2 separate regions of the Triticum aestivum genome follow, and region 1 is linked to region 2. The links are chromatin contacts, called in public Hi-C maps. All regions are on one chromosome and are shown on one strand. The core of a region is the stretch at or near the end of the contact, and the rest is flanking DNA. Distances in the headings are between cores, read along the strand shown.

Region 1 (2,700 bases), core at 71-2,570, 220 kb before region 2:
GAGCTACCGTCCCACACAGCCCCACCTGGCTAGTTAGTTTCCCACTTTTGAACCTGATCCTTTTGATGCACCATTGTACAGTGAAGTGTGAATGATGTTTGTCTAGCACACGAAAAGAAGATGCTCGCAATTTGCAATTCAGACTAAGCCGACAGCTGATGCTGCCTAGCGCCGACTGGAACCACTAAAACAAAACACAAACTGGATTGCCTCAGGAATGAACAATACACAACCTCCTAAAAGGAAATATAAGAAAACATACCAGATGACAGATTCCATATTTCCTTAGGTAGATGGCAAAAGAACAGAATTACAGAACACCTAGCAGGTTAACTACTACTCCTTTTTTAGAAGAACTAGCATGTTGATAACACCTGATTTACTAAGCACATGAATGCCCCAATAAAATATAGTACTAGTCTCTACAACATTCCTACAGTATAATTATTTAAAATTTGGCACACAAAAAAACGAAGCAAACTATACTTCTCCAAGGAAAAGATGGCAGGGAACGGGGCATGGAGAAGCTGACCTCCAGAATGGAACATTGCCGTCTCTCCAGATGAAGGCTTGGCTGGGGTTGGCCGGATCGAGGCCGAGCGCGAACCGGCCCGGCGAGGGGTCCGTCTCGCTGGCCCAGGACGTAAAGAGCATCCGCTCCGGCGGGCCCCTGACCTGCGCCCTTACCTCGGCGTTGACGCTGATGCGCATCCCGGAGAGCATGGTGTCGGACGGGTGCCAGAAGCTGTCCCAGATGACGGTGCCGTCGACGTCGCGCACCTGGAGGGAGCCCGAGTCTTGGATGACGGCCGAGTAGCCGCCCCGCGGCGCGGCCCGCGTGGTGGTGTTGGAGGACCAGAGCATGGGCGCGCCGTCCTTGGCGGCGCCGTCGAGCACGCGGAGCTCGCCGCCGGCCGTGAGCGTGAGCGAGGGCGCGGCCGCCGCGGCCGCGTTCACGCGGTTGGCCACCCACGCGACGGTCCTGGGCTGGGTGTCGCGGTACCAGACGCAGAGGTAGAGGCGGGCCGGGCGCGCGGGGTCCGGCGCGTGGAAGCCCAGCTCGAACACCCCCGACGGCGAGGACACCAGCGTCGCCGGCGCCGTCAGCGAGTCCCCCTGCTTCAGCGTGTCCGTGGCCGCCGCCGCCGCCACGGCCAGCGCGGTGCAGAGCGAGAAGAGGAGACGGGAAGCCGCCATCGCCGTGGACACAGCACAGCAGGCCCTCCCTCCCTCCCCCTGGCTCGCTGATTTTGCCTACTGGGGCGCCCAGCCAGCCACCAACTACCACCTCACTGGTGGCGAGCAGACAGAGGGCGAGGGAGTGCGTTATGGCGAGACCGATGTCGTGGATTTGTTTAATTAGCGGAGAGCCTAAGCACGCGTATAGTAGCTTTGCTTTCGGGTTGGTTCAAAAGCGATTTGCCGGCCGGTGAGCCGCGGCCGGGGTGCGTGGCCCGGCTTGTCCCACGGTGTGAGCCCCGGCCAGGGCAAGGCAGGATGGGGAGGGCCATGATACAAACGGAACATAACGTGCGCGATCCTTGTGTCCCTATCTCCCGAGTGCCGTCGCCCAGTGCAGCACAGCACAGCGCAGCGCAGCACGGGGCTCATGGTGGGAGATCGGCCTCGGCGTCCACACATGCCGGGGGAAAAGGGAAGGCGACACCACCATGGTTCCGGATCTTTTTGTGCTCTACTGGAATACCACCTTTGTGGCTATGTGGTGTGCATATGGGCATGCACAAGGCATTTGCCTGGGTAGTCCTGCCGACGTGCCAAAGAAGAGCTGTAAACTCAGTACTCTACACATGCCTTTAGCACGGGGAAGATTTCATATATTTTTTCAACCATTTGAGAGTCTCGTTTTGCTCTCGGTGCGACGGCGTTTGGTGGCTAGACGATGCAGGATCGCCGTGTCGCCGTGGAAGAAAAATGCGTGCGCGCGCACGCACGCGCTTGCGGCCGTCGAGTTCCCAGAACATGCACCAACGAGCAACGACCGCTGGAAAGGCATACGGGAAAACATGGCCGCATTTGTTGGTTGGTTCGTCGTACGGTTCTTGTGACTGCGCGTAAAGTGGTCTGGGGCTGCTTCCTTGATTGGACCCGCAACACGCATTCCTGGCTGTACCAACTTAAACCAGAGAGGGGCCCGGGAAGGAATGATCACAGGTTGTGCCCGCAGCGGCGCCTCTGCTAACTTGGTTTGCAAAGGTGGATTTCATGGCTTTTATGGAGCAATAATTATGTGATTTAGCACTAGTATATACTCCTACCAGAGCTTTTGGGCTGGAGGGTCCTGCGCACTCTCAAATCATTCTCTACTTTTCGTATGAAATGAAAGCAAGTCTAAACCAGTTCCATATTCAGCGGCAGCTGTCTTGTTTTTTTACAGTTAGGGGAAAAATATATCCCTCTAGCTACAGTTAGAAATTAATTGTCCAAGCACGAGCTTGGAACAGATCAAACTCAACCTCGATGTCCATTGTTGGATGTAGTCGTGTTCTCTTCAAGCTACATGCCACCCCGCAGCAACAAAAAATGCCTACATCTGCACAAGTACCAAGGTAAAGCATATCTAGCAGATTCGGTGTATGTCCGTCTTATAAAATCGGGATAGGGTATACCGCAAAACGTTTTATTGAATTTTTAGGGTATGATATGTGTGAGGGCAGAACAGATTATGTTATATTATTGTCA
Region 2 (2,700 bases), core at 50-2,549:
AAAGGAAACAATATGTCTTTTGTTCCTTTCATGCCCATTCGACATTCTTCTTTGGTGTACGATTCATGTAGACTTTAATCTTCCTTCACCGACTAATCTTTTATATCTAAATAGTTAGCTCAGATTAACATTTTTCTCTCTGAATGCAATGAATATGTTTGCGCCGGGTAGGGGTTAGGTTTGCCAAAGATGATCACCAAAACCCTCTGCTTTACATATAGGCATGAATGCTTATGAAAAAATGGTTTGTTTCCACAAACACCTCTTTAAGCATTTTGCATGGCCTAATTTGTCTCTATGAGAAGTTTTTTTTCCCTGGAGCCTATGAGAAGTTATTGTGTCGAGTACTAGAAGTTAATTATGGCAGTGGGCAACGGTGACAGGGAGTGTGCCGGCTAATAAAGTGGTGATGCCGACGAAGATGACGAAAAGTGGTGTATGGGCATCTCCAATGCGGACCCTCAAAAAGTCCACAACGTTCGGATGCAATTTGCCATTGAACACGGTACTTCATTGGTCTGCCGACCAGTCCGGTTGTCGGAATTCTTGCAAAGCGGATGCAAACTGAGATATCCTACCGCAGCACCCCTTGGTCCACAGACAAATACCGTGTCGTGTCCGTTTTAAGGATAGTGTTGGGCATGGCCCAAGATCTGGCGTGTTGTACTTGTACGTGTGCGTTCATTGACGAAGAAAAGGAGAGGTGATACGACAAGCCAGGATGGGGACACCAGTGGCACACCACCACCAGCACAAGTCCACAACCTCTTTTTGTGTTGTAGTGGAGTGACTTGTTCCTTCACTAGCGCATCTATGAAGTGATGCGATGTGATCCAGGTGGACAAGGTGCTTAACTTTGGTTCAGGAAGAATCCTTTTTCGCTTCGGCCCTACTCTTGAGCCTTGAATAAAGAGTTACTATAACAGTCAGAATTCAATAATCGGGAATACAGTCTTGCTAAGTTTTAGTTGATTGAGACTTTCTTAAGTCTCAGTCGATGATATCCATGTGAACTTATATTTATATTTACATCCATGCATAATTTTTTTTTCAATTTTTTTCTCTCTTGCATATTATATCACTTGACTGACATTTGGTTAAATCTCAATCGACTGAGACCTAGCCATGCCCTCTTGGATAACTACCTCGAGGCTTTGGGCGAGAAAATACAACAATGGTTAGACAAAGAGATATCATAACTATGTTGCTACACAAGAAAAATCGGCGCACGTGAGGCCATCAAGTTCCCGTATAACATACACACGCATGGCGTGACGACCGGCCGCCGGAAAGCCCGCGGATAGATGGACCAGGTCGGTGGGTCGTACTACATGTCCCACGAGCGTAAAGCGGTCTCGACTGCTTGCTTGGACCCGCAACACGGATTTTTAGCTGTACCAACAGAAAAACCGAGAGTTCAGGAACCGGAGGAATGAATGATCAGTGTCACCCACTGCCCACACCCCGGAAAGGCGAATAATGTGATTCACTCGGTAGAATAATATTTAGATCATTCTCGCTTTGCCTTTTGCAGTGCAGCAGGAAAAGAAAAGAGAGAGCTTAAACTGGTTCGATGGAGCAGCAGCTTTCTTGTTTGGAAACGAGCTGTAAGCTTCCAGGGAACGAGGTCGATCAGACTCGAAACTCGATGCCGACCGCTGGATACGACGTTCTCTTCAAGCTACGTTTTGTGTCGCTGTACATAATCTACAGGAGTCCCACGCTATCCGGGAGATAAGGACGCGGACAGGTTCTATATATATCCAATGACTTCCCTGCATAAACAACCCCAAAGCGCAGCAGCTCCTGGCCAGTTTATGCCCATGGACATCATATGGCACGCCCTATAGAAATCTAGCTCCTCCTGGCTTCTCAAGTCTATGCCCACGACCAACAACTCCATATCTATCAGAATAAAATTGTTCAGCAACTCTGCATCGAGACCCGGAACTACCGGGCCGGATAAACAACGAGAGCTCTCGTAGAGAGTCAAGCTGATGATGCCCTTGATGGACAAACAAGCGTTTTTTTGATGGACAAACAAGCGGTTTTGACTGTGCCAACAGAGAACGTGTTACTATTATCTTTGCGGTTGTCGTCGTCGTCGTCGTTTTCTTTCTCCTCCATGATCTCCATTATGGTCGTCATTGTCATGGACCAAACAAGGACCAAGCTATGGGTTTGGTGTTTTCCTTTGCCCTCTCGTATGCCTTTTCTCTCTGAATTCCCGGAGAAAATTGTAGGACGAGCCCGCCCGCACTGCTCGTGCTTTCCTCGTCAGTGTCGATGATCTAAAAGTATATGACAGTACAACCATTGTCACCAGAGTTGCGTTGATTCTAATATAACCAGCCAATTCTGAATTCGTCTCTAGGCGCGACAACAGAAGCAGGAAGTCACATGGCGTGATGGAACAAGATGCATGCGTCCCAAATTATATCCTAATGAAGGAGCCCATGCTGACAACGTGCTGTCTGATGATCCATAATTAGTCAAATACGTAGAGGGCAGGTGAGTGACATGAACACTGATTCGCCCCCGAAAGGGGGTGGAGAATGTGAAACGTCAATTATTCTGTTACACAAAGTGCAAGTTGAGCTGGAGATGAGGGGCTTGGAATGGATCATCAACACAAAAACAGAAAAGGAATCTAAGAAAGTTATTTAAACAGATCTGAACAGCAAAGAATAATGACGAGAT

The links. A called contact is a pair of places that touch in the nucleus more often than the background predicts.
Region 1: a Hi-C map of leaf shows a contact between it and region 2, with 4 times the contacts expected there. The contact joins the promoter of LOC123044583 here to the enhancer-like site in region 2. A contact is called at or near these places in 3 of 5 Hi-C or Micro-C datasets (leaf and an unstated tissue) and 1 of 1 datasets of contacts at active chromatin or transcription factors (leaf).

What each region holds. Positions count from the first base shown.
Region 1 is chr2B:245,480,787-245,483,486 of IWGSC CS RefSeq v2.1, reverse strand. LOC123044583 (G-type lectin S-receptor-like serine/threonine-protein kinase B120) reads right to left here and starts at 1,320. Exons shown (of 9, transcript XM_044467367.1): 1 at 533-1,320. The coding sequence starts at 1,197.
Region 2 is chr2B:245,260,625-245,263,324 of IWGSC CS RefSeq v2.1, reverse strand. No RefSeq gene overlaps it. Among protein-coding and RNA genes, the nearest start is that of LOC123044582, 15 kb to the right of the region's middle. Within about 2 kb of position 1,299, at least 3 of the 8 cell types and tissues checked have an H3K27ac peak or open chromatin away from gene starts, as enhancers often do. A contact at or near this core is called in leaf, where this site is marked.